5 separate regions of the Mus musculus genome follow, and regions 2, 3, 4 and 5 are each linked to region 1. Evidence: chromatin contacts called from public Hi-C and HiChIP or PLAC-seq data. All regions are on one chromosome and are shown on one strand. Each heading gives the region's core, a stretch centred on a gene start, on an enhancer-like site or on the middle of the called end of the contact. The rest is flanking DNA. Distances are from core to core; before and after follow the strand shown. Region 1 holds the start of Ints2 (integrator complex subunit 2). Region 2 overlaps Cltc (clathrin, heavy polypeptide (Hc)). Region 3 overlaps Cltc (clathrin, heavy polypeptide (Hc)). Region 4 overlaps Tbx2 (T-box 2). Region 5 overlaps Vmp1 (vacuole membrane protein 1).

Region 1 (5,485 bases), core at 1,289-3,788:
AGTTACAGATGATTGCATATATTTTGGTTCACAGTACTAAAGGTATTACTCTGAATCAAATGGGATAATTTGAGAAACACTGTATCACATCTCAGTTTTTCTGTTTCCTTTGCTGATTCTCTACCCTGAAAGCTGAGTTTATTTTCTGAGATTTTCCCTCTCTGAGAGCCTTAGAAATATTTTAAAAATTTTTTGTAAGCTAAGTGGTAGTAGTACAGGGCTTTTATCACAGCACTCTGTCATGGACACACAGAAAAAAACTGTCTTGAAGAAAAAAATTTAAAAGAAATGATCAGTCAAGCTGGGTGGTGGAGGCACACACCTTTAGTCCCGCACTTGGGAGGCAGAGAGACGTGGAGCTCTTTGAGTTCAAGGGTAGTCTGGTCTTCTGAGTTTTAGGATAGCCAGGGCTACACACACACACACACACACACACACACACACAAATCCTGTCTTGGTTGGTAATTCGTTGAAGGATGCTCAATTTTTTTTTTTTGTTTTTAAATATTCATTTATTTCCTTTTTCTGAGTTTAGGTGTTTTGCCTGCATATTCTGTGTACAATATGTCTTCAGTGCCCATAGAGGCCAGAAGAGAGTTTTGGAAATGTAATTACAGACTGTTAGCTGCCTTGTGAACTCTGGTCCTCTGGAAGATCAGCTAGTGCTCTTAACCATTAAGCCATCTCTCTGGCTCCAGAAATACTTTTTTTTTTCTTTTCTTTCTAGACAGGGTTTCTCTGTGTAACTCTGGCTTTCCTGGAACTCACTCTGTAGAACAGGTTGGCCTTGAACTCAGGAAATCTGCCTACCTCTGCCTCCCAAGTGCTGGGTTGAAAGGCGCCACATTTGCTCAGAAATATTTAATAAGCAAGCCAAGCCAAGCCAAGCCAAGCCAAGCAAGCAAGGAAACAAGCAAACAAGGAAAAACTATTGTGTGTGTGTCCTGCAGAGGCCAGAAGAGGGTGTCAAACCCCTTGGAGTTTTGGAGCCACAAGTATAGGTACTGGGAACTGAACTCAGGTCCTCTGAAGAGCAGAATTTTTTTTTTTAAAGATTTCTTTATTATTATATCTAAGTACATTGTAGCTGTCTTCAGACACCTAGAAGAGGGCATCAGATCTCATTATGGATGGTTGTGAGCCACCATGTGGTTGCTGGGATTTAAACTCAGGACCTTCGGAAGAGCAGTCAGTGCTCTTAACCGCTGAGCCATCTCTCCAGCCCAAAAGCTGCATTTTAATAAAATAGTTCAGAGGCTTGACAGATGGCACAGCATGCCAGGTGTTGGTCGCTGAGCCAGATGACATGAATTCAAGTCCCAGGACATACATGGTGGAAGGAGAAAATGAGCTTCCATGAGTTATTCTTTTTTCTCACAAGTAAACACATGCACAAATGTCACACACACACACACACACACACACACACACACACACACACACACACACAAACGCGCGCGCGCGCGCGCAAGGTCATGCAAACCTTGGGTGAACCAGGAACAACAACCACAACAAAAAACGTAAGCTGGTGAAGATGGCACAATCCTATAATTCCACAATTTGAAAGGCTGAAGCAGAAGTTCAGAGCAGCCTGGACTACATAGTGTGGCGCTGTCTCCAGAACATTTATTATGAGATAAATAGACTTGCAATTTTTAAGATGGTGAGACTTTAGTTTTGATTTTCTTTCACAAGTGCCACATATAATATTGAGAAGGTTCCACTGAATTCGTTCCTAAAATTCACTCTTGAATAGGATTTTTGTAACCTCGAGACCCGAGAAAGCTACCAAACATAGAGCCTCTAGTATGAGCCCTGGGCAGACAGAGGGGTTGTGTCAAGTACCAGTCATCCTTGTCTACATAATGAACTCCAGGCCAACAAGGACCACATATACCTTGTCTGAAAAACAAAACCAACCTCGAATGCAAGCCGGAAGTGGTAGCATGCGCTTATAATTTGGGTACACACCATAAAACTAAATAATGAAAAGTTATTACACTTTGGCCTTAGTGTATAGACTTATGATTAATTACTTTTTTTTTTTTTTTTCGACACATGGTTTCTCTGTGTAGCCCTGGCTGTCCTGGAACTCACTCTGTAGACCAAGCTGGCCTCGAACTCAGAGATCCGCCTGCCTCTGCCTCCCAAGTGCTGGGATTAAAGGCGTGCGCCACCACTGCCCGGCTTCATTACTTTTAAAATTCCCCTACACACAGGTCTTGGGATTCTAGAACTTTCTAGACCGCACCGGCAGGGGTTTAAAGGAGGCTGCAATCGGGTTCCATTAGGCAAATTTCTGTGGAGGAACAGAGCGGACAACTTTTGCCATTTAATACATTATTGTTATTTAAATGTCGCGATAATTGGTTCGGGGGTCGGGATTTCGCTCTGACCGTTTAGGAACTCATCTGACAAGGTTCCAAGAGAAAAGCTCTGGAAAACAAGAAAGTGTAACACTCCACGCTTTCGGAAGCGGGGAGGGCGGTGACGGAGGAAGGGGCGGGCCTGCGCATGCGCAGAGCGGCCCTAAGCTGGCTTTTCTTATCGCCGCCGACGTCTTCTCAGTGCTGTACGGTGGCCGGCGCGTGCCAGAAGCTTGGGATGAATGGAGGTGCAGGGTGCAGGTTGAACTAAGTCTCTGCTTTCCCCTCTCTCCTGGTTGCTTCTCCCTTTTTTTTCCCTTTCCTTTTTACTTTTTTTTTTTTTTTTGCAGTGTCCCCATTCTGATTCTCGCTCTGTCGACGGCACTGTTGGTGCCAGCGTCAGAGTTCTTGGTGCCTGAGTCGACTCCGGGCATTGCCGGGGTTTGGGGATCTGGATAATCACCTAGGCCCAACTTCGGACCGCGCTCTCCATTTCTGCCTCGTCTGGCTCTCGGAGGCGGAATCCGAGTGGGTCCCTTGAGGCTGGAGGGTTGATCTTAAGGTATGAAGCGTCGGCTTCTCGGGCCCAAGTGCCGCTTTGTCTGAAGTCCGCCTGACTCTTCGCAGCCCGGGTCACTCGATTCTCATTGCTGCCTGGCAGAGACCCCTGAGTCCTGTCACCTCTGCCTTGAGCTTACTCTACTGTTAAAAGACCAGCGCTTACTATTGAAACAGCAGCATTTCTGCCTACGATTCTTTGTCCACAGCTCTGCTAGGGAGTAGGTCTTAAGACTGAGTGGTCTCTGTTAACTGTTCCATGTCACCTCTCTTTTCTGCTACCTTTTGAAAATTTACTCAAAACCACAGTGCCCAAGTGAGACTCTCTTTAACTCCTTCAGCTGACTGTACATACACATCTACCTCTATAACAATAGGGGTACGGAATAGCGTTGTGGCTTTCAGAACCATGCCTCTGACATTACTTTTGGCCCGTGAGATGATTTACCAGTGTTTCCATGTAGTTGGGAGGTAGAAAGAGAAGCCCAACTGATATTTATATTTATCTGGTAGGCTTGTAAAATGAAAGAGATCTGGCTGCAGCCGTTCATTTTCTCTCCATATTTCATGGAACTCATGTAATGGGCATAATGAGGGAAGTCTTGGCTGTGTTCAGGGTAGGAGGGTTCACTGGGACACAAAGTATTAGAGCAAATGATCTCTAAATTGAGAAGAAACATTAATCTGCAGTTTTCCTTCTTATCTTCCAGATGTCAGTAGAAACATAGAGACAGAAACCTGAGCTTTAATTGTGCCAACAACATTGCCAATGCAAGGACCTACTAAGTATTTAGTATACTTTGTTAGATTTTAAAGAAGGTTGTCATATATGTGGGAAGTAGATACCGATTTTCATTTTGTTGTTTTGGACTCCTTAGGATCGAGAGCGATGACGCCCGAGGGTACAGGCCTGCAGTTTGTCAGCCCTTTTGCTTTTGAAGCTATGCAGAAGGTGGATGTTGTCCGCCTGGCGTCCTTAAGTGATCCGGAATTAAGACTCCTCTTGCCCTGCCTGGTGAGGATGGCACTTTGTGCTCCTGCTGACCAGAGCCAAAGTTGGGCACAGGATAAGAAACTTATACTTCGCCTCCTGTCTGGAGTGGAAGCTGTCAACTCCATTGTTGCACTGTTGTCTGTGGACTTCCACGCTCTAGAACAAGATGCCAGCAAAGAACAGCAGCTTAGGTAAAGTTCACTTGTGTGTTAGGACTTGGGAGTTACTTGATATTCCAGAGGAGGGGGTTGTAATGATGCTCAGGTCTGTCAGAGCTCCCCCAGCAAAGGGAGAGTAATGTCTGAGAAGCATTTGACAGAGGTCTTTTCTAGTTAAATTCCTAAGAGCTGCTTTCTGTGTTATAAAATGTTGCTCAGAGAAGATTAGCTACATATTAGGTCAGTTACTCTGAGTGGGGACTGAGGAGGAGAAAGTCTTCTAGAGTGGAAGGTTTTATGGGAATGACTGAGCTTTTAAAATTACGTTGCTCCCCACTCCCCCCCCCCCAGACTCCAGGCTGGTTTTGTATCCTTTCATGTCCCTTGTGTATCTGAAAGCTATTGTTACTGAAGTCTGTGGCAATTACTAATTTACAGTTTCTGAGCTCTTGCAATATATAGACAAACAGTGTTTCGGAGGAATGGAAACCATTTACAATGAGTGGATTATTGCAGGAAAGGATTGCCTTGCCAGTGTCTTAATGTGTTTCCCATGTTTGGACTTCACTAGGCATAAACTTGGAGGAGGCAGTGGAGAGAGCATCCTGGTATCACAGCTTCAGCATGGGCTGACACTAGAGTTTGAACACAGTGATTCCCCTCGTCGATTGCGGCTTGTGCTGAGTGAATTGTTGGCAATTATGAACAAGGTGCTTTAAAAAAAACCTCCCTTTTCTTTTTTCTTTTTTTTTTTTTTGCATTTTTTTTTCGAGACAGGGTTTCTCTGTGTAGCCCTGGCTGTTCTGGAACTCACTCTGTAGACCAGGCTGGCCTCGAACTCAGAAATCCGCCTGCCTCTGCCTCCAGAGTGCTGGGATTAAAGGCATGTACCACCACGCCCAAAAACTCCCTTTTCATCTCACAATATCCATGACTTAATATTTACATCTAGAAAATAGTAAAAAGGGCTGGTGAGATGGCTCAGTGGGTAAGAGCACCCGACTGCTCTTCCGAAGGTCCAGAGTTCAAATCCCAGCAACCACATGGTGGCTCACAACCATCCTTAATGCAATCTGATGCCCTCTTCTGGAGTATCTGAGGACAGCTACAGTGTACTTACATATAAATAAATAAATAAATAAATAAAAAAAAAAAAGAAAATAGTAAAAAAATATCAGCAAGAAGGCAGGCAGGTTACATGTTCTGCTAGTATTTCTGTTTGATTTGTGTTCTTTCAAAGACTGAAGTGATTTATTTTTTATTTTTAGAGATAGAGTTTCTCTGTATAGTTCTGACTTTCCTATAGCCCAGGTTGGCCAGATCCACCTGCCTCTGCTATCCAGTACTGGGATTAAAGGTGTGTGCCACTACACCCAACTATTCAGTATTTTTTTTTTTTCCAGACAGGG
Region 2 (5,485 bases), core at 964-3,463, 480 kb before region 1:
CTGCGAGGTCATTCTCAACCTGACTGACTCCACAGTTCTTTTTCTGCCTGCTTCCCTTGCTTTCTATTCTGTTCCCCTTTTCCTTTTTCCTCTTTCCTCTTTCTTCTTTTCTCTTTCCATTCTGTTCTGTTCCTTTCCTGAGTTTGGTTTTTTTTTTTTTTTTTTCTTGTTCAAGTTGGCCTGGGACTTAGAGATCTGCTTGCCTCGACCTATACCAAGTGCTAGGATTTAAGGCATGCACCACCACATATAGCTCTAATTTTGTTTTCACTTTTCTTTCTTTTTTTCTTTCTTTCTTTTTTTTTTTTTTTTTCAAGACAGGGTTTCTCTGTGTAGCCCTGGCTGTCCTAGAACTCACTCTGTAGACCAGGCTGGCCTCAAACTCAGAAATCCGCCTGCCTCTGCCTCCCAAGTGCTGGGATTAAAGGCGTGCGCCACCACGCCCAGCTTTATTTTCACTTTTAAATAAAGTATATGTCTGTTTCACGTGGAATAGCTTGAATAGTGCTAGTACATTCTTGATAGGAAAACAAAAGGTTCGAATGCCTAATGGTCTTGGTAGAGTCTGTCTAGTAAGAAAGGATATAGTGTAGGATTATATAGATTGCAAGCAACCTAATTCTTTTAAAACCAAATCTTCATTTTTTTTCCTATAAGTAAAATACTCTGAAGGTATAGGCCATTTAACATTTCTTACTTCCTCCTCCCTCCCCCTTTTCTTCTGCTCTTGTTTTTCATGTAGAGTTTCTCTGTGTAGCCCTGGCTGCCCTGGAACTTACTCTGTAGGCCAGATTGGCCTCAAACTCAGAGATCCACCTGCCTCTGCTTTTTGAGTGCTGGGATTAAAGGTGTGTACCACCACCACCTGGCGCGCGCGCGCGTGTGTGTGTGTGTGTATAAATTGGAAAAAGTGTTATGTGTATGGATGTTGTCCTGCATATATGTCTGGGTGCCACACATATTTTTGATACCCACAGAGGGTATTGGATCCACTGGAACTGAAGTTGCCAGTGGTTGGGAGCTGCCGTGTCAGGCTGGGCATCAAACCCCTGTCCTCTGGAAGAACAGCTAATTCTCTTAATGCAGAACCATCTCTCCAGACCCTTAATTTGATTTTTGTTTTGAGACAGAGGCTCTGTAGTTCAGAATTCTTCTGCCTCATCCTCTTGTATGTAGATGGTATCAGGCACTATCTTGCTCTTTATATTGCTTTTTTTTTTTTTTTTTGGTTTTTCGAGACAGGGTTTTCTGTGTAGCCCTGACTGTCCTGGAACTTACTTTGAACTCAGAAATCGCCTGTCTCTGCCTCCCCAGTGCTGGGATTAAAGGTGTGCACCACCACGCCCGGCTCTTACATTACTTTTTTAATTTCACTGTTTGGCTGACACTTTTATATAAGTCTACATTTTTTCAGATACTAAAGAAACTGAAGCCGGGCGTGGTGGCGCACGCTTTTAGTCCCAGCACTCAGGATACAGAGTCAGGCTGATTTCTGAGTTTGATGCCAGCCTGCTCTACAAAGTGAGTTCCAGGACAGCTACCCAGAGAAACCCTGTCTTGAAAACCCAAAAAAAAAAAAAAAAAAAAAGAAACTGAACAATGGTATCCGAAAAATTCAAAAGTGTAGTAGGTAAAGGTCTGGGGTTGAAACTTAGAGTCATAGTTCTCATGGCTAGTGTGCTGTGTTCCTGTAGATAACCGTATGAACTCTGAGCCATTGAAATACTTTTTGCAACTATTGAAGGAAATGATCTGCATGAATCCTTCAAGGGTCTAAAAACAGATGTGTATTTCTCCCCAGAAACTAGATGGATAACTTGGTTTTATTTAGTTTATCTAAGGAAAAGACCTCTCTGAATACCACTCATGTTCCATTCATACATTTGGTGACAATTTCCATTCCTTCTCCAGTCCTGAAGTTAAGAAGTAACCAACCACATTTGTTGTAAGTTAGCTGTTTTATAGTTTGTCTATTTGCCTGGCATTAGAGTATATCTTGAGCTTGTAAAACTGGTTAATGTTCTACTTTAATGCCATGTGTGTATTAATGGTTATATAGCTACTTGGCTTTTTGTCCTCGGTGCTATGTCTAAGTTATAACTACATTTTATTACTGGTTATACCTGTAGTACTTGAGGAGTTAAAGGGAAGTGAAAGTAAAAGAGTCTTAGTCCTATTCTGGACCTTACTCAGATCCTGGCCTGTTTGTAGCAGGAGAGTTTGATGTAAGATACAGCTGACATTGCTCAGCCAGCACAGTAAAGGGAATGCACAGCTGGGGACAAGGGCTTTTTCTCAGTTTACAACATGAAAATTCACTACCATGGAGGGAAGAGGGCAGGATGGGACTGCTCTTTTTTTTTTTTTAAAGGATTTAGTTAACCAGAGGATTAGTGACCCATTCTAGTAGAATCTTTCTAGTAACAGGTGACTTCTGTTACTCACACTTTTTGGTTTTCAAAGATTTACCATCTGTAGAACCACTGTTTATTGAGCAAATACTATAGTATCTGCTTTATACAGAGCAAAAATTCCCTCACTCCCTCCCTTCCTTCCTTCCTCCTTTCCTTTTTTCTTTTGTGTGTGTGGTTGTTAGAGACATTTTCTCTGTGTAACCCTGGCTGTCCTGGAACTCTCTCTGTAGATTAGGCTAGCCTCAGACTCAGATCTGCTTTTGCTTTGATTAAAGGCATTTGCTACCATACCCAGGTATTAAAATTCTTAAATAGCTCTTTCTACATATATTGTAAGTTTTGGATTCTTTAAAAGATTTATCTGTCTATTTATATTATAGTGCTTTATTTGCATTTACACTTGTATGCCAGAAGAGGGCATCAGATACCATCATAGATGGTTGAGCCACTATGTGGTTGCTGGGAATTGAACTCAGGACCTCTGGAAGAGCAGACAGTGCTCTTAAAAGCTGAGCCATTTTTGTTTGTTTGTTTGTTTGTTTTGTTTTTCGAGACAGGGTTTCTCTGTATAGCCTTGGCTGTCCTGGAACTCACTTTGTAGACCAGGCTGGCCTCGAACTCAGAAATCTGCCTGCCTCTCCCTCCCGAGTGCTGGGATCAAAGGTGTGCACCACCATTGCCCTGCTAGCTGAGCCATTTCTTGAGCCTCAAGATCCCTGTTCTTAAGAGGTAAATTTAGGCCGGGCAGTGATGGTGCACGCCTTTAATCCCAGCACTCGGGGGGCGGGGGGGGGGGGGCAGAGGCAGGCAGATTTCTGAGTTTGAGGCCAGCCTGGTCTACAGAGTGAGTTCCAGGACAGCCAGGGCTACAGAGAAACCTTGTCTCGAAAAATGAAAAGGAAGAAAAAAAAAAAAAAAAAAAGAGGTAAATTTAGCTTGTCAAACAAGCAGTTCTTTCTTGTGTCTCTGTATAATCTTTATTCCCTGCCTGTTCAAGCCTTTCCTAGTCTATACTCTCTAGTGTATTTTGAAGTATCTCTAGCTCCCTTAAGACAGTTGTACCCCTGTGCAGTAGCACATGTTTCTGGAGAGAGTTCTCTAGACTGGCTCCGCCCAGCTTCGGAGGCGTCTGATAGAGCCCCGCCCATAGGGCTGGTTCTGACTCTGCACAGGTGTGGAACTTTGTCTGCTCAGGGTAGTAGTCTGTTCCTCCAAGAATTCTGACCTTTTAAATCTTTTACTCCTTTTTAAAATATTACTTTAGCTTAAACTACAGATCCCTGAGGCCTAATGAAGTGGATAAATAATTGTGTTAAGTGTTAGTGAGGGTAAGAGAGAGTAAGTTCAACGGTTCAAAGATCTAAAAACTCAGCAAGAAACAGTGATTATAAATCCCGTGACTCATAAATGCCAGCCCTCAGAAGTTGCTGTGTTCTTACCTTCACCTCTGACCTCTGTAGTTGTAAGTTACACTACAGCAGCGGAATGTCACGTTTTTTAAGAAGATCTATTTACTTTTTCATTATTGTCACTATTGGTTTGGCATGGATAGTTAAATTAGGATTTATAATGATAATATATGAATGTCAAATTTTACTTCCAGGTTTGGTAACATGGTCTATATTTTTTTTTCTAGCTCCAGAACCTGGGTATCAACCCAGCAAACATTGGCTTCAGTACCTTGACTATGGAGTCAGACAAATTCATCTGCATTAGAGAAAAAGTGGGAGAGCAGGCCCAGGTGGTAATCATTGATATGAATGATCCAAGTAATCCAATTCGAAGACCAATCTCAGCAGACAGTGCCATCATGAATCCTGCCAGCAAAGTGATTGCACTGAAAGGTATAAAGGATTGTGAATGTTTTTCTTGAAATTCTTATGTGTGTTGTATGCAAATAAAATTACTGACTTGTACTTTTTCTGTTATATGTTGAATAAATTTAATTAGATCTGCAAAGTTGAAATTAATTCTGAACTTGAGTTAGTGTTTGTAATTTTAACCTTGAATGTTTCTCTGAAATGTTGTAGAATAGATATACTTGAAATAATTGTAAGTTTTACGATATATACATTTTATATCTGACATGATAAAAGGCTAAAAGCATTTCTGTATAGGGGAATGAAAGTAGTATTCTGTAATAAGTCATAACAATATTAGGACCTAAACATTTCAGTGGTTACTGTAACAATCAGCTTCTCCATTCTATGCCTTTTTTATAGTTTAGGCTTCTTTTCACTTAGATCATCAAGTGCTAAAAGTGGCTTGAATTTAAACTTGTTAGAGAGAGTTGGGGAGAATAACTGCACACGGTTTTTAAAATTCATCACCATCATCATCATTTTAGTTGAGTCTTACTTTGTTGCCCAGGCTGGCTTTGAACTAGAATTCTCTTACCTAAGAGAATTTGAGTAGCTGAGATCGTAGGGGTGGGCAGCCAGGCCCAGCCAAACTAACTAGTTTCCACAGGGAGCAATGCTGCGGATCAATCTAAATAGAGTTAAACAATCTCATTTTATCTGAGAACCTATCTTCTTTTCCTTTGAACTTTAGAATGAAGGTACAATAGAAAACTAGAAGTTACTAAGACTAAGAAGTCTAGGTGCAAACTGCTAGACCTTTGAAGTAGCATTTAAAACTGCCTCCTTTTCCTTTGTGCTTTAATTAGGGATTGGATCCAATGCTGCACACATGCTAGGCAAGTGGGCAGAGGGTTGGTACTGGGCTATATCTCAGCCTTTGTTTTTCTTGATAATAAGAAAGAGAATTCAGTTTCCTGGTAATTTATAAAGTGTGGATGAATTAGAGGCACTGAGCTTTTCAACCTGTCTTTTCTTCACGTCATTCAAACTGGGGGCCTGATTTTGGTGTATAGTTTTGTTTTGGTGACACAGGGTCACTCGTTTTGTTGCCCCCGCTGTCCTGATCTTGCTATTAGAGCAGGTTAGCTTCAAATTCACAAAGATCACCTGCCTCTGCCTCCCTAGTGCTGGGATCAGAGACATACACCACCATGCTCAGCCCATTTAATCTTTAAAAATACATCTTGAATAATTCTTAATTGAATAGTT
Region 3 (5,485 bases), core at 2,193-4,692, 460 kb before region 1:
AAATAGAACAAATACCAGTTTGATTAGGGACAGATATGTGAAAATGAAATTACTTTATCTTGGTCAAAAAGACAAGAAGTAATATATATGAGTGGTGTGCTCCCCTGGTTGGGGAGAAGAACAAAGAGAATGTGTAAGCCAATTTTTCATATTGTATATCCTTGGGGTTTTTTTTTTTTTAAACTGTAACTTAGAGAACTGAGTTTTCAATAACTTTTTAGTTTGTTTTGATAGAGTCTCATTATATAGCTCTCTAATCTTGGAATTCATATGTAGACCAAGCTGGTCTAAAACTTCCTAGTGCTGCTCTCTGAATACTAGCCTTTATAGGGGTGAGCTGGCATACCCATATACCTGGCTTCTCTGGCAATTTAAATATGAGGAAAGGTTGTATAAATACTATTCTTTAAGTCTGGTATTCAGGGTCTAGATCGATGGGGCTCAGCAATTTAGAGCCCTTGTTGCTATTACAGAGGACCCTGGCTTGATTCCAAGCACCCACGTGGTGGCTCACAAACATCCTTAATTCTAAGTCCACTGGATGTGCTACCGTTCTCTTCATGTGAAATACATGCATGCAAAAACTCAAAAGTACATGTGATATACTTATAAAATAAGTAAATATCAAAAAACAACTGGTAAAACTCATACATGTTCTTTGCATTTTAACATGACTTGCATACGTGCACATTGTTACTTGTTCATATTTCCCCTACACTGAATTGCCCTTTTGGTCTTACAGCTCTTCCCCTTCAGTACTGTCTTATATCTGATTTTTCTCTTTTAATAGATTGTGGATGTCTTTATGGAATACAATCTAATCCAACAATGTACTGCCTTCTTACTTGATGCTTTGAAGAATAATCGTCCCTCTGAAGGTCCTTTGCAGACGCGATTGCTTGAGATGAACCTTATGCACGCACCTCAAGTATGTGTTGTTGTATTCATTAGGATTTCTATTTCTGTGATAAACACCATGACCAAAGTAACTTGGGGAGGAAAGGGTTTATTTTACCTTAAAACTCTTTTGACTCTGTCACTGAGGGAAGTCAGGGCAGAAACCTGGAGGCAGAAACTGAAACAGAGGCCATGCAGGAGCACTGCTTATTATGTTGCTCAGTCTTTTCTTATAACCCAGGACTACCCGTCCAAGGACGGTGTTTTTCCTGGTGGGCTTTCCCCACTCCCCATCATTAGTCAAGAAAAGACCCCACAGGCTTGCCTGTAAGTAGTCTGTTAGAGCCATTTTCAAATTTGAGGTTCCCACTTCCAAGATGTTCCCACTTTCAAGTTGACAAAAAATGTGTCCAGCAGAGTTGTCATGCTTTTTAATCTTGCTTCCGATCCTGTTCTGGTCCATTGTGCCAATGTTTACAAGTTGTCACTCAGAGTTTTGAGATGCTTATTTCCTAAGAAAATTTAGCTAGTATTCTTTGTACTTCATACTTTCATGTTATTTATTCACTATTCAGTCTCAGTGTATTTTCTGGGTGTTGGTGTATGCTGAAGTAAAGGAGAAGGAAACACGGCCTTGTCCTGTCTGTGGTTTTCTAGGTTGCAGATGCCATTCTCGGGAATCAGATGTTCACCCACTATGACCGGGCTCATATCGCCCAGCTGTGTGAGAAGGCGGGCCTGCTGCAGCGTGCATTAGAACACTTCACCGATTTATATGACATAAAACGTGCAGTTGTTCATACCCATCTTCTTAACCCTGAGGTATTTGTTTCTTACCTGTTAGTTGTGATTAGTCAGTGTGTTTATTGTTTATACTGGGTGATAGTAATTATTAATTTTTTTTTTCCCTCTAGTGGTTAGTGAATTACTTTGGGTCCTTATCAGTTGAAGATTCCCTAGAATGCCTCAGAGCCATGCTGTCAGCTAATATTCGTCAAAATCTACAGATCTGTGTTCAGGTGGCTTCTAAATATCACGAACAGCTGTCAACTCAGTCTCTGATTGAGCTCTTTGAATCATTCAAGAGTTTTGAAGGTAATTAGGAATGTCAGAATTGATATAAGAGAGACACTTATAATTAATCAGGCAGTTCGAAATTATCTTCTGAAAAACACTTTTATGGGACATGTCTTCTCTAGGACCCCTCATGTCATGGGATCCTTGAGGTATACAGTGTAGAAGAACACCTGCTTGGGTATTTTATGAACTAAAGGCAGAAATTTGGGTTAAGAAATTTATTGTCTTGTGTTAGCTGCATAATATTAAAATACTGACGACTAATTACAGTAATATTAAAAGCACCGCTCTGACTCTTGCAATAGTGAACATTTCTCCTAAGGGGGTTTTGTGCTTCATTAGCCCAGCTATTTAAAATTCAATTAAATAATTAAAATATAATTGAAAGTTTCTAGAGTTAGTCTAGCTACGCTTGAGGTGAGCCATGGGAGGTTAGTGTCTAAGGCAGATGATATAGGTCATCACTCCAGAAAGTTCTTATGGACAGCTCTACACTAAATTTTTGAAAGTTTTATGCAAAGCTATCTGGTATGTGATACTTGATTTAAAGTGTCTCATGAAATGTGGTATAAACATTTGCTTTGCTATTGAGGCGCTGTCCTTTACTATTTGAAAACTTCCGAGCCAGGCAGAGTGGCCACTCAGAAAAATGAGACAGGTTTATGATAGATTCAAGGACAGCCTGAACTATACGACAAATCCTCTCAAAAACACTAAAACACAGAAAGATACTTTTAAACAGAATTTCCTGTTGTGTAGGGACTGAAATTTATACCTGATTTGTTCAAGTGGCTTCTGGATTAATGTGTATTCTTACTGAACTTTTAAAACAGCCAACTTACTAGGAACCTTTTCTGTAATCATGACTTGTAATTGCTTAATTTTTAGTTCTTTCATTCTCAAAAGTATAGCCAGGCTTGATGGTACATGCTTTTAATCTCAGCACTTTGGAGTCAGAGACAGGAGGATCTCTGATTTTGTGACCAGTCTGTCTGGCTTATACAGCAAAATCAGGACAGCCAGGACTCCATGAAGAGACCAGGGCTTCACAGTGAGACCTTGTCTTAGAGCAAGCAAGCAAGCAAGCAAACAAACAAAACCTGCCTATGTTCCTTAATCTCAGTTACTTTTGTTTCTTTAAGGTCTCTTTTATTTTCTGGGGTCCATTGTTAACTTTAGTCAGGACCCAGATGTGCACTTTAAATATATTCAGGCGGCTTGCAAGACTGGGCAAATCAAAGAAGTGGAAAGAATCTGCAGAGAAAGCAACTGCTATGATCCCGAGCGAGTCAAGAATTTTCTCAAGGTAAGTGGCTTTAAGTTACGTGCTTCTGATTGACTTAAGCAGTTCTACAAGGGTTGAGTCGGGCTTGAGAATATTTTTCTTACATTTGAAAATCTTAGCATTCTCAAATTCTGTGCTGGGTTATTTTTTCTAAACTTAATACTCTGTGGTTTCTCAAGAAATAAGGAAGGAAATTAGTAAGTAGTACCTAAGAACGACCATCTGTTTAAAAAGAAGGAAAAACAGTTTCATTTTCAAAGAACTTCCTTTTTTTAAAAAAAAAAAAATCAAAAGACACATTTCTTTTTTCTCTTTTCTCTTTTTTCTTTTGTTACAGGGTCTCACTCTGTAGCCCTGGCTGTTCTAGAATTCAGTATATAGACCAGGCTGGAGATCTGCCTGCCCCTGCCTCTTGAGTGCTGGGATTAAAGATGTGTGTCACTAGGGCTGGTTTAAGAAAAACACAGTTTAAAGTTGTTCTTGATGACATTTTAGAATATTCAGCTCTTTCCCCAGGTGGTGACACATACCTGTAATGTGTACATTATTAATATGTACAACAGGAAGTAGATGGCCTCTAGTCCATAAAAGGCTTTGATTCCTTTATTTTTTTTTTAAGGCACAGTTATTGATTTTGTCTTTCTACTGCCTTGAAAATTTTTGTCTGGGGAGAACAATGTGCATAAGAGCTAGCTCTCTCCTTGTATCATGGAAGGCCCAGGGGTCAAACTCAGATCTTCACATTTGGCACAAGTGCCCTTACTCTTTGAATCATCTTTCCTATTTTTTTTGAGATAGTCTCACTTTGCAGTGTCTAGGCTGGCCTTGGTATGTGGTAAAACCAGCATCTTCCAGAAGGCATCATTCTTGGCTTAGGTTTCTTATATTTTACTCTTCAATTTTTTTTAACATTTATTTATGTTTTCATTTTGTGTTGATGTTTGTGATGATGTTTCTGTGCCCAGGCCATTGCATGGAGGTCAGAGGTCAACTCTTGGGAGTCAGTTCTATCTTTGCATCATGTAGTTACTGCGTCTAGAACTCAGAATGTTAGTCTCCATATAAACGTCTTTACCTACTGAGCCATCTTCCAGCCTCTGCCTTAGATGCTTGTATTTTTCAGTTTATCTTTGGCATCATTTTCAAGATCCTTTATTGTAGGTTAAGGAAACATCTAGATTTACTTCTAGCATCACATCTGTCTGAATCCAGAAATGAAGTGTTAATGTATAATTTATAAACCAAGTGGGATCAAGATAAATTGACTTTGTGACACATGAATTCAGTTGGAGAGAATAAAGGCTGCCTCTGGCTGGAGTGAAGAATAATGTCCTAAAGAATGCTAAGCTAGAGAATAGTAAGGGTTTTTAATTTGTTTAACTTTGCTTGTTAACATTATTCTCATACCAGTTATTTTATGGGGAAAAGTAAAAATTTGTAGCTATCTATCAATGAAAGATGAGAAAAATTCTTAAACTCAGAGAGTACCACTTGTCCACTGTCACACATGACATTTTTTAACTTTTGTTTTTTGGGAGAATTGTAGATTGAGCACAAAACCATTATTACATGGAATTTGCATGTCTTGCCTCTACCTATTATCACTTGGAGGTAGTTTACAGCTGTATCATCTGATATTTATTCTTTTGAATTTAACTGGGGTCTGATAGCCAAACCCACAGGGATTTTATGTAACAAAATAGTCAAAATGATGAGATTATCTTATATTTTCTTTTTTTTTTTTTTTTTTTAAAGATTTATTTATTTATTATCTGTAAGTACACTGTAGCTGTCTTCAGACACTCCAGAAGAGGGAGTCAGATCTTGTTACGGATGGTTGTGAGCCACCATGTGGTTGCTGGGATTTGAACTCTGGACCTTCGGAAGAACAGTTGGGTGCTCTTACCCACTGAGCCATCTCACCAGCCCCCAAGATTATCTTATATTTTCAAATGAAAGATAAACTTTCCCCCAGTGATTATAACTTTATAAGTCATATCTTAGCCACATAACTTTTCTGGGCAGCCTAGCCAGCATGATAATGTCAAACTTTCTAGGGTTCCCAAGAAACTTGCCAAATGCAAGGAGTGGTTGGTCGTGCTGCTGTGCACCCACTCCATTTCACAGGACAGAGCTCGCTTCCTCTGGTGAATCATTGAGGCTTATGAGGCTTTTTGTTTTTGTTTTTTTTTTTAACACTGCTAGCTTCTTAGTTGAATTTCTCTT
Region 4 (5,485 bases), core at 1,386-3,885, 410 kb after region 1:
GATGCGACCAGCAATCTTATGGGCAAACCCAGAAAGCCTAAGGGCAGACACAGCTGCTCTGAGAAGGGAGGAAGACCCTGGGTGGGGACAAGAAGGAAGGACTGTGCATGTGCTCTGCGACTAGATAAAAATTACCCAATGGCATCTCTCATGTCCAGAGACCACAGAGCAGGAACCCTCGAGGCTCTGGGAAAGAACACTGGCTTGGGAAGATTCTGTGACCTCTCTTCAACCGGAACAGGTCTAAGCCTTGGTTTTTCTCTCTGGAACGGAAGTTCCCATTCCAAGAATGAGAAGGAAATGTGTTTGGCATGGGGTGGTGGCCCACAGCTCCTCTTGTCAAGCTGAGGAGCAGCTGCCATGGAGCCAGAGGACATCCTGTTCTCAAGAAATAAAAACAAGAGTGAAGACGGGCCGTGGCTACGTTCCCCTGCTAGACTGATGTGAAGCCAGCAGCCATCTTGGTCTCCTGGGCTTGTCTCTAAATCAGGCTACTTCTCCCACAGCCAGACCCTGGCCAGGACACCAGGGCTCAGCATCCGGCAGTCAGCAGAGGTCATGCACCCAGCCCTTTTGTCCCTTCCCAGCTGGGAGCCTGACTTATACCCACCATCACCTCATTAGCTGCTGCTGCCAAGGGCCCTGCTCACTGAATTGTGAAAGAGCCTTTTCCTTTATTTACTGGAAATCCTGGAACCCTTCATTTCTCTGAACCCCAATGTCATCCTCCGCGGTTCATGGTCACTATACTGCCCCTGACTTAGCCTTCACTGAGAGCGAGCCCTCATGAGAAAGTACTCTGAATACCATCAAGCCTTCAGTTCAGGGAAGGATTGAGCCCATGTAAATAGCCCAGATCTAGGGGATACCCTTTAGGAAGGGGCCTCAGAAGACCCTCCACTGGTACCGTTTTCTCTCCTTGGGGAGAACCTGCATTCAGTCTGTCAGCAACCCCATGGTGCTGGAGGCCAGAGTCACCTCACAACCCATAGGATGTGCCCCCTCCCAACTGTGCTTGGTGGGAAGGTTGAACTGTGACAGCCACATCCCACAGGGACTGGAGGCAGCTGGAGCCAGCTGGTTCCCCGAGGGTTTCAGAACCTGGAATGCTATTTCCTAATCGGGAATTCATCCAGGCCACCAATCCTGACCCCAGTCCAAGAAGCTTAGCAACAGTCAAAGTTCCCAAGGTCTGTGAGTGGCTCTGCCTATGTCTCAGGCCCAGGTTCCTCAAGGGTTAGGTCCTTGTTCAGGAGCCTTTGATGTCGGGGAGGGGAACGTTTCAACTAGTCTCTCACATATCACTTTGGGTTTGGTCCACACCATTTACTTTGCCAACCGGGATCCTGGAGCTCAGAAAAGAGAGTCGTACTGTTCAGGATCTCATGGCTAGAGGCAAAGGTTGGCTTTGAACTTCTCATTCAGTTTTCCTACTGAACATCTGCTTTGCAATAGATGGGCATCAAGTGACTGTTAGATTACCAAAGGTCTCATCCTATCCTCTGGTATGCCTTGAAGGTGCCGAGACTCTGGCTGGGGGGAGGCAACAAGTTGCTGGCTAAGGAAGAGATGCAAGACTGATGGGAACTGGGCAGGTTTCTATCCGTGTGCTCTTAAAAAGCGTATGTAGACTTATTCTGCCCGTTTGTCGAGCTGCTGGCATCTTTGGTACTTAGCTCCCCCAAATTTTCCCCACTCTGAGTGTGCCATTTGTTAGTGATCAGGTTTCCCCTCTTTACCCACGAGCATCCGACTCAAACCTGACTCAAACTCTGGTGGCTCACTTCTGAGTCCTTCTTACTTAGCATCTTCGGGAACTACTGAAGACCCAAAGCCTCCTCAAGACCTTTGGTTGTCTTGTAAGATTTAACCCTTGGTCCTCAAGTGCACTGGTCCCTGGTGCATACCTAACAGTCTCTTCGTGTGACCTTGAGGAGCTGAGGAGGTGGAGGTAGGAGCTGAGGAATGTCTTAGCCAACACTTACACCCAAGCTTGCATGGTTCAGTGGAGCTTCACACTCCAAAAGGGCCAGAGGCGTGTTTTCCAGTGCTCATAGATCCCAGCCCTGACTGTGTTTCCAAGAGGCCAGGAAAGCCAGAGGCAAGCGCCTTCCCTGTCCCAAGAAGAATCTGAGTCCAGCCAGGCACATCGAAGACCATAGCTTCTAGGAGCTGGCACTGCAGGGCAGCTCCAAGAGAAAAACCCACATTAAGTTTTGAGCTCCCTCGTCGGTGCCCGCAGTCGGCAGCCCACTCAAGTCCCTGGGCCTGGACCTACAGTGGATCTGAGATCCCTCTCCGTGCCCATTTCTCTGGACTCACTGCACCTTGGGCTCTGGCAGGGAGTGCTGGCCGGCTGCTTGACCGGGCCCTGTCCTGGAGCGCCATCTCGTGGGAACGTGGGGAGTTCCTGAGGCCTGGGACCTGGGAAGGCTCCCGAGTCCGGAGCAGCCAAGTGAGTTCGGGGTCCTTAGCCCATCAAACCCGATGGACAGACACGCACCCCAAGGGAGCCTAAAAGAAACTCGGAGGGGAAAACAGTCATCCGGGCACCAACACTTTCCCTGGTGGGTAACTTGTCTGCTCTCCAGAGGACGCGACACAATGCCCTGAGATCACCCGGAGCGCCCAGCCCCCTCCAACGCACGGGGTCGTTCTCCCCGCTGACTCTTGATCGTTGGCTGGACTCAGCCTACCGGGAGAGTGTTCCAAACTTCTCGGTCAAGGGCGGAGAGGCGGAAGGAGAATGGGAAAAGGAAACGAAGTTGGATTTAGGGTCGCTCCCAAGGTAGGAAGGAGGGCTCAGAGTTGCAATTCTGATCTCTCCCAAACCGTTCCCTCCGCGGCGGCCTTCACCTAGAGAAGCGGGGGGCGGGGCCAGAGCCCAGGCGGGGCGGGGCCCGAGCTCAGGCGGGACGGGATCGCTGTCGCGCCGCGGCGTGCTCCTCCCCGCGTCAGTGAATCCACAGTGGGCTGGGGAGGCTGAACCCGGTTCAACGCCCTCCAGGAGGACAGGGCCTTCTGCCGAGGCTCAGAAGCTCTGCACCGCAGCGGGAAGTTTGGAAGGAAGAAATGGCTCGAGGGTTCGGAAGCCTCGGATTAACCGCGTGGAAAATGCAGTGTCCAACATCTCGGAATCTATTCAGTTGCGCTGCTAGGGGTCTCACGAAGGCTCCAAATGCTGAATCTTCGAGTTCTCGGGTGTTATCACACCCAGTCCTAAACCAGCACAGTTCTCTAAGACCCCACACTCCCCATTGAGTCTCTTGGCGACACGCTTGGTCACCCACTTAACAGACCTCAGAGGCCCCTTGGTCACCCACTTAACAGACCTCAGAGGCCCCTTGGTCACCCACTTAACAGACCTCAGAAGCCCCTCGATACCCATCGCTCACACACTCCTCTCTGCTGACGGATTTGCCATCCAATGGCCCTGGTTGGGCAGGTCCTGAAGGGTTAAGGCAGCGGGTACACGGGCGCTTGAGCTAATTGGCGACCCCCAGAGACAATGAAGACTGGAAGGCTGGGAAGGCTGGTGGCTTAATTGGGCCTGGGAGTGGCCAGGCCTTTGTCTGGGACAAGGCCCAGCCCGTCAGCTGCAGGATTCCCCAAGCCGCACTTGGCCTTGCAGCTGGGGCCCAGCGGAGCACTGTAGTGGCAATCCCGGGAGGGGGGTGTGTACGGCCGAAAGCAGGGGAGCGGGAGGATTCTCCAAGCCGCGCTGCAGGCTCGGAAATAACACCAGACCCGAGTTGCTGCGGCCCTGCCCACCACCGCGTGTGCTGCCCCCTGGTGTCCGCAGGCCGAGGGGGCCCCACAGCCAAACTCTCGGCATTCTTTCCTGGTTGAAAGCGAGAGGCAGCAAGATGCCAGTGCACACGTTGCTTTGGGATTTTTTATTTTTATTTTTTACGGGGAGTTTCAACCCAAAGTGACCTCAAATAAACGTAGAGATAGGGAGAGACTCTATGCGAAGTAGGGAGGGACTTTCCTTGTTCCTGCTTGGTTCGTGAACCACATTGCCTAATCAGTCCAGGCGGAGCAGAACAGGGGAGCCATAGCTCACCTACGGTTGGGATGAGACCATCTACACACAGGCACGCACACGCACGCGCGCGCACACTCCACACTCTCTACCCAGGGAAACTTGAGGCAGCCCTGTCTCAGAGGAGTTGGACAAAGTTTTTTCCTTGTAAGTGTGTCAGCCCAGGAAGGTGTTCGGAGCATTAGGAGTTCCTGAAACTTTCAAGTCTACCTACATCTTCACTCTGCCCTTCAAATCATTGCTGATGTCCCCGGGCGAGTGGAAAGTCATACACGCCCCAGAGGTTCACAATGTCTAACAAGGCAATCTTTTGGGGTTGGACGTCAAAACCTCCTGGACTTAAAGGGATGAAGACGGGGTGCTCAACGACCACAAATCCAGAGACATGTAATCAGCTCCCGGAGGCACCTGCCAGCTGGATGAGGTTACTAGCTGTGGCCTTCTGGAGCGGCGTGGATGGGAGCTCTCCTTAACAGAGGGGGTCTTAGGGAAGCACCAGCCCAATGGGGCCAGTGGGACACAGTGGGACTCCCTTGAAAGTCGCCAGCAAGTTGATGCAAGGAGGGGATCGAAGATAAACAAGCTGTAAGGAGGGATTTTTAGGCCAGATTTTCCCAGCACCCCAAGCACCGAGTGATTCCAGAAGGCAGAGTGATGGGACAGAATTCTGGAGTTGGTGGTACTGAAGAAAGTTGGCCACTACCTCCTCCCCAACACACACACACACACACACACACACACACACACACACACACACACACACACACACGAAAGGAGAAAGAGAAGAGAGCAGGGCCCCGTTTCCCAGATCATGTACCCAGGAAGGTTGAAAGGAGGGGTGAGGAGCAGGTCCACAGTGTCCTAGAAAGGGAGTCGGGAGTCCAGGCCACTCTGTGCGTTTTGCGTTAATCCTGTGACTAGGTGCGGGGAGTGGCAGGAGCTGCGGTCACACAGAGTGGCCAGCAGGGGGAGCCCGGGCCGCGGGCCTGGGTCGCGGGGGCTGCGGAGCGGAGTGGCGCCTCCAGGCCTGGCCTGAGCCGGGCGCCGACGTCGGCGCCTCGGAGCCTCGCGGATCTGCTCGAGGCCGGGCTGCCGGGCCGCCATCGCCGAGGTGCAGCTGAGGGCCAGAAAGGGGCGCCCGTGTCCCCGCCTCAGTCCCTTCTTCAGAGCCCCAGCCCCGCGCGGCCCACAGAGCGCACAGCGCGGGTCAAATCGCATGATAGCGTTTTTATTATTTTCTCGCTTCGTTCTCCCTCTGGAGCAAAAAGTGAAAACCTGAGGTGGGGCCCGTGGGCCGGGCGGGCAAAACCGGGGTGCAGAGGCTGAGGGGTCCGCAGGGTGGGCCTTCCCTGGGGTTCGGTGCCTCCCCTTCCCCAGCAGCCAAGGATCCTGGGGCCCTGTACAATATAGATGCTCATGTAAAATGAAAAAAAAATTAAA
Region 5 (5,485 bases), core at 900-3,399, 400 kb before region 1:
ATAAAAAACAAAACCAAGAAAAGGCTTTAAGTTGATACAGACAGTTTATCTGTTAATCAGCGACACAGAAACATTCTAAGCGGCCATGGGCGCTTGTCCATAGTTTGGATGTTGTTATTTAATATAACTGATGAAATAACATGTAAAACTTAGTTTTAAAGTACTTCCTTGGTGAAATACTAGTTTAAGTATAAGATAAAACTTTCCATTTTTACAAGTGACCTTAAAAATCTGAGGTAGAAGGAGAGTAGGCAGCTGAAGACAGGACAACAGGATCTAGGTAGGCCTTGTCAGAGTGAGGTAAGACTGGGATGCTTGAGTGCTTATTAAGCTCTGTGGCTACATGGTTTGTTTCTTTTGTTCTCTTCTTGTTCCTGAATAAGGAAGTAAAAACAATTCCATATTTGTAGTTTTATCTTCATTGGGTAGAAAGAATATCACAGTGATACTCAATGCTGAATTAATTCCATCATTTCAAACAAGGCTGCTCTATACATACTACATTCACTTCTGAATCCAATATGTTAATGTTAAGGCATGAATGATTGGTATAGGAGAGTGTTGAACTAATGATCTGAAGGATAATTTGGGAGTTAATCTTTAGTACATCATTTCTCTAAGTTTATTTTAAAGCTTGGAATTTTAAGCTAGACCCAGTGGCACATGGTACTAGCTGCTTAGGGGACTATAGCAGGAGCTTTGGGAGTTTGAATCTGGCTTGGGCAATATTAGGAGGCCCCATCTCAAAAATGTTTGAATTTTAGAATTATATTCATATCTGCTTATCTCTTACCTGAAATAAAAGTAAGTAATTGATTCTATTTCTTAGTAACTTCTAAACTGGTATAAGTTTGTATTTATGGTATGTGTGTGTTTGCACGTGCGTCCAGATATATCTATCTGTGTATACATGTAGACAGAGACAAGTTGTCAACATTCGGTGTCTTCCTCAATCACATACCACATATTTTTTGACACAGGGTCTACATAAACTTGTGTTTAGCTAGATTGCCTTGCCAGCGAGCCAAGGGATCCTCTTGTTTTTTCCTCCCCAGTTCTGGGATCACAAGCATCCTTTTCAGCTTTTTGCATAAATGCTGGACATCTAAATAAAAGTCTGCATGCTTAAACTGAATCTCTCTCCAGTCCTATAACTGCTAAATTCTTAGTAGTGTAATACTGCATTCAGATGTAGAAATTGAAGGAGAGAGAAAAAGAAAAGACAGATTAGATTATAGGATATCTTTTTGTTCTGTTTTTGTTTTTGTTTTTTATTTTGTGGGGTGTGTGTGTGCGTGTGTGAGTGTGTGTGTTTGGCTTTGGTGTTTTTAAGACAGGGTTTGTCTGTTTCTCCCTGACTTTTCTTGAATTCACTCGGTGAAGTTAGGTTGTCCTCGAACTCAGATCCACTTACTTCTGCCTCCCAAGGGCTGGGATTGAAGATGTGGGCCACCCTGCCCTATCTTCCTGTTCTTATCTAGACCCACCATCTGATATTTCTTGAAAAACAAGATGAAGGGCTTTGTTTATAATAGATGACAAACCTAAAATCCTCTGGGAAGCCGCATACATGGAAGATTCTACTGAACATTAAACGGAATTCAAATGAGTCCTCTTTAAATTGCATACAAATTTAGTATAAAGAAATTTGAGGGCTGGAGAGATAATTGAGTAAAGTACTTTCTGAACAACCTTGAGGACCTGACTTTGAATCCTCGGATGAGCCATTTTCTGACCTCTACCCCTGTGCCATGGCACACAGATACTCACCTGCATGGACACATTCGATAATAATAGCAATAATAGTAGTAGTAGTAGTAGTAGTAGTAGTAGTAGTAGTAGTAGTAGTAGTAGTATTGTAACAGTAAAGTTTATTACAGAATTAATGTAAAGGAAAAGTAAAATCTTTGTTTCTACTAATGAGCATTTTTACACTTGATCAGTGTGCTAGTTTAGTGGAATGTAATTAGAATTTTCTCAGCTTTAACTTTTAATGCATATGAGTATTTTGTATATCTGCATCATGTGTTTGCCTGGTGCCTGTGGAGGAACTGGAGTTACAGACAGTTGTGAGCTGTCTTGTGGGTACTAAGAACTGAACCTGAATCCTATGCAAGAGCAACACAGCCTCTTTACTGCTGAGTCATCTCTCTTGACAATTTCAAGAGCAATTGGGAGGAAGTTCTTTCTCACTGCACTCAATGTTATATCTATTATATACTAAGTCACAAGTAAGGAGATAGAATCATTGAACTTATAAAAACTACTGCATTAATTATACATAAATGTTTCCATGGGAAGTTTTTAGTATATTTGTGTATTATATTTGTATATAAATTGTTAAAATTACATGTGAAATTTTAACACATTTTAAAAAAAGACAGGAAATCAAAAGCAGAGTTTTGATTTGTTCTTAATACAAGCTATTCTAATAACTTTAAAATTTACCATTTCCTTTGTGATTTGTAACAATGTTTTAATTCTTAAGTACAGGGGGTCTCTCTCTCTAGAATCCCAGTGACCAGCATGTCAATCCATGTAAGATGAGCCAGTTCAGCTCAGTACAACTCAGTAGTCTGTGTTGGTTTAAACTTTGAGAATCTGACCCCAAGTAGTTTCCTTTAGATATATTTAATTAAGTACAGTATAATTTGGTGAAAAAATTTCCTGGTGATAATTAACTCAATCCCATGTTGAAACTTTGTAAGAACATGTGACATCTTCCATAAAGATAGGTTCTATATATAGATCGACTGAGAAAAAGAGTTTCATGATAAGGTCTTAGGGAGGATCTGGTGTGGTTTTAGCCACACAGATAATAAAAGTCACCAGGCTCATAACCTCCTCTGCTCTGAAAGCAAGTTCTCTCTCTCTCTCTCTCTCTCTCTCTCTCTCTCTCTCTCTCTCTCTCTCTCTCTCTCTCTCTCAAGATAACCCTGCATGTTTAACATTCCTGGTTTCTCTAGTGCTTCTGTGATGGCACAAGGACCTCTGTGCTTTGCCTCCCACACCTGACAATCTTCACTTCTTTTGTGTATTGTTGTTTGTTTGTTTGGAAGGGGGTGTCACTATATAGCCCTGGCTGTCCTGGACCTTACAGAGATCTTCCTCCCTCTGCCTCCTGAGTGCTAAGATTAAAGACGGGCACCACCATGCCGGGCTCCCTTGTCTTTTGATGATAGGACTGTGTTTGGGAAACCCCAATTGCATGTGCTTTCTTTTATGAGCTTAGATGTGATGATGACGACATTCTGATGGCCTACTTTTTTGTGATGGTGAAATAGACACCTCTACCTTGTTGTAATCATGTAACCCTCAGAGGCCAAGCAGCCATGCTAGGAACGTAGTCTGGGCAGACATACAGTCCCCTTCTTGTCGGATTTTGTGTTTGTATTGTTTGTAAAGTCTTACAGTTCATGTAGTTTGAAAAACTAAAGATTAATTTCTTCTTTATCATGATCATGCTTTCTAAAAATTAAGTAATATGAAAATGCTTTGTATTTCGTGTCCATTGGTCTTCACAGTGGAAGTTGCCTCTTTGCGGTTAAACCTTGTTAATTGTGATCGAATGTACACCAGATGGTCACTTAAGATTAAGACTAAAAAGATTAGATCTTAAAATGAAGTCATATTTTTCAGTTAATGAACAATTTCCTTATTTTTAAGATTAAGTTTTTCAATTGAAAGGTTGTAATTTGAAAATGTGTGTTGGAACCCTCATCACTCAATCAGCAGAGTTGCTGTTTCCATGGGAGTGGTGGGTGTGAGCCAGAGAGCAAAGCGAGCTTCTTTCATCTCTGCGGAACGGTACTTAGTAGGATGATTAGCAGAACCACTGACTTGTGTTGCTTATTCTAATTTCCTGAACATTCTACTTTTGTACCTAGGAGAATAAGCTTTTTATTCTTGTTGAAAAAAAAAAAAAACCTACGTTATTCACATTCTCCAAAGATTGTCATCTACGAGTGGTTTGAAATCAGTTTCCTAGGGGGCTGGAGAGAAAGATGGCCCAGCAGTTAAGGCCAGTGTGTTCTTGTGGAGGACCTTGCTTTCAATTCCCAGCCGCAGATGGTGGCTCACAATCATTCATAGTTCCAGTTCCAGAGAATATAATGCTGTCTGCTGGCTTCCATAGGCATCCATGTGTGTTGAACACATCCACACATGCAGAACAAAATAAATCCTAAGATCCTTTAAAAAAGAGAAAAAACCAATTCTAGAACTTGTCTTAGTACATCTATATTTGGTCACCACTAGATGGCATCACTAACACAATCAATATACTGTTGTATATTTGCCTATAAAGCATTCTTACCCAATTCCCAAATGACTCTCTTAGCTTAGACACATGATTTATTATTTGTCTATATTCACACATACATGGTTTGCTTACATAAGAATGAACGGGGCTGTGTGTAATCTTAGTTGCAGGGGATCCAGTGCTCTTCCTCTTCTGACCTGAATACCAGGCAAGCATATGTTTCACACATTCATGCAGGAAGATGTGCATACAAAGAAAATCTAAAATAATTTTTAAAGGATCAGTAAAATTACCAGTTAGCCTTGCTTTCCATTGACTTGCATATGTGGAAAATAATTCCCACGGCTATATATCCTGGACTGGTCTTGAACTCATAGCATCCTTCCTGTCAGGGCTTCCCAAATAAGGGGATTGCAGGTGTGCACCACCACATCTGGTTTTCCATCCTTTAATGGTGAAGAGTATGCAGAAGTTTTGATTATGAGAGAAGCAGAGTCAAGTAGCTAGGTTGGAATGTCTGCTCCAATATTAGCTATGTGATGTTTGATGAATTTCTTAAGATTTTTGTTGTTGTTATTGTTATTGTTGGTGGTGGTGGTTTTCTCGAAACAGGGTTTCTCTGTGTATAGTTTGGCTATCCTAGAACAGTCTGTAGACAAGGCTGGCCTCTAACTTTCAGAAAATCTTCTGTCTCTGCCTCCCAAGTGCTGAGATTAAAGACATGTATCACTATCACCTGGCATATTTCTTAACTTTTTTTTTTAAGATTTATTTATTTATTTTATATATGTCTATGTCTTCAGATACACCAGAAGAGGACATTGGATCCCATTACAGATAGTTGTGAGCCACCATGTAGTTGCTGGGAATTGAACTCAGGACCTCTGGAAAAGCAGTCAGTGCTCTTAACTGCTGATCCATCTCTCCAGCCCAGATTTCTTAACTTTTTTTTTTTTTTTTAAGATTTATTTATTTATTTATTATATGTGTGTACACTGTAGCTGTCTTCAGACACTCCAGAAGAGGGCATCAGATTTTTGTTACGGGTGGTTGTGAGCCACCATGTGGTTGCTGGGATTTGAACTCCGGACCTTTGGAAGTGCAGTCAGTGCTCTTAACCGCTGAGCCATCTCACCAGCCCGATTTCTTAACTTTTAAACCTTAGTTTATTCAACTATAAATGGAAGTGATAATAATGGTAATTATCTCGTGACTGTTTTGAGG

The links. Hi-C and Micro-C count contacts between places; a contact is called where the count stands out from the background. HiChIP or PLAC-seq counts read pairs in DNA pulled down with a chosen protein or histone mark.
Region 2: a contact with region 1 is called in an H3K27ac HiChIP or PLAC-seq map of microglia, with 4 times the contacts expected there. The contact joins the enhancer-like site here to the promoter of Ints2 in region 1. A contact is called at or near these places in 4 of 39 promoter capture datasets (the C10 cell line, hippocampal neurons, liver and 1 more), 1 of 484 Hi-C or Micro-C datasets (cerebellum), 1 of 115 datasets of contacts at active chromatin or transcription factors (microglia) and 2 of 9 other capture datasets (embryonic stem cells and liver).
Region 3: a Hi-C map of B cells shows a contact between it and region 1, with 14 read pairs. The contact joins the enhancer-like site here to the promoter of Ints2 in region 1. A contact is called at or near these places in 6 of 39 promoter capture datasets (the C10 cell line, cranial neural crest, hippocampal neurons and 3 more), 12 of 484 Hi-C or Micro-C datasets (B cells, CD4 T cells, CD8 T cells and 7 more), 1 of 115 datasets of contacts at active chromatin or transcription factors (cardiomyocytes) and 3 of 9 other capture datasets (adipose tissue, embryonic stem cells and liver).
Region 4: a contact with region 1 is called in an H3K4me3 HiChIP or PLAC-seq map of embryonic limb bud, with 3 times the contacts expected there. The contact joins the enhancer-like site here to the promoter of Ints2 in region 1. A contact is called at or near these places in 8 of 39 promoter capture datasets (the 3T3-L1 cell line, the HPC-7 cell line, cranial neural crest and 4 more), 1 of 15 datasets of contacts at CTCF or cohesin (pro-B cells), 5 of 484 Hi-C or Micro-C datasets (LSK cells, embryonic stem cells, muscle stem cells and 1 more), 8 of 115 datasets of contacts at active chromatin or transcription factors (bone marrow-derived macrophages, embryonic hindbrain, embryonic limb bud and 4 more) and 3 of 9 other capture datasets (embryonic stem cells, liver and pancreatic islet).
Region 5: an H3K4me3 HiChIP or PLAC-seq map of bone marrow-derived macrophages shows a contact between it and region 1, with 3 times the contacts expected there. The contact joins the enhancer-like site here to the promoter of Ints2 in region 1. A contact is called at or near these places in 1 of 39 promoter capture datasets (maxillary cranial neural crest), 2 of 115 datasets of contacts at active chromatin or transcription factors (bone marrow-derived macrophages and microglia) and 2 of 9 other capture datasets (adipose tissue and pancreatic islet).

The regions. Positions count from the first base shown.
Region 1 is chr11:86,254,647-86,260,131 of GRCm38.p6, reverse strand. Ints2 (integrator complex subunit 2) reads left to right here and starts at 2,538. Exons shown (of 25, transcript NM_027421.3): 1 at 2,538-2,928; 2 at 3,803-4,109; 3 at 4,648-4,786. The coding sequence starts at 3,814. The region is part of intron 2 of Brip1os (BRCA1 interacting protein C-terminal helicase 1, opposite strand); the gene reads right to left.
Region 2 is chr11:86,735,844-86,741,328 of GRCm38.p6, reverse strand. It overlaps Cltc (clathrin, heavy polypeptide (Hc)), which reads left to right. Exons shown (of 32, transcript NM_001003908.2): 2 at 4,051-4,258. Among named protein-coding and RNA genes, the nearest start is that of Cltc, 19 kb to the left of the region's middle. Within about 2 kb of position 2,213, at least 50 of the 459 cell types and tissues checked have an H3K27ac peak or open chromatin away from gene starts, as enhancers often do. A contact at or near this core is called in liver and microglia, where this site is marked.
Region 3 is chr11:86,715,693-86,721,177 of GRCm38.p6, reverse strand. It overlaps Cltc (clathrin, heavy polypeptide (Hc)), which reads left to right. Exons shown (of 32, transcript NM_001003908.2): 11 at 791-928; 12 at 1,555-1,719; 13 at 1,812-1,992; 14 at 3,117-3,280. Among named protein-coding and RNA genes, the nearest start is that of Ptrh2, 34 kb to the right of the region's middle. Within about 2 kb of position 3,442, at least 39 of the 459 cell types and tissues checked have an H3K27ac peak or open chromatin away from gene starts, as enhancers often do. A contact at or near this core is called in B cells and hematopoietic stem and progenitor cells, where this site is marked.
Region 4 is chr11:85,841,716-85,847,200 of GRCm38.p6, reverse strand. It overlaps Tbx2 (T-box 2), which reads right to left. Exons shown (of 7, transcript NM_009324.2): 7 at 5,253-5,485. Among named protein-coding and RNA genes, the nearest start is that of Tbx2, 12 kb to the right of the region's middle. Within about 2 kb of position 2,635, at least 171 of the 459 cell types and tissues checked have an H3K27ac peak or open chromatin away from gene starts, as enhancers often do. A contact at or near this core is called in the HPC-7 cell line, bone marrow-derived macrophages, embryonic limb bud and 5 more, where this site is marked.
Region 5 is chr11:86,654,690-86,660,174 of GRCm38.p6, reverse strand. All of the region lies in intron 5 of Vmp1 (vacuole membrane protein 1), which reads left to right. Among named protein-coding and RNA genes, the nearest start is that of Vmp1, 26 kb to the left of the region's middle. Within about 2 kb of position 2,149, at least 18 of the 459 cell types and tissues checked have an H3K27ac peak or open chromatin away from gene starts, as enhancers often do. A contact at or near this core is called in bone marrow-derived macrophages, where this site is marked.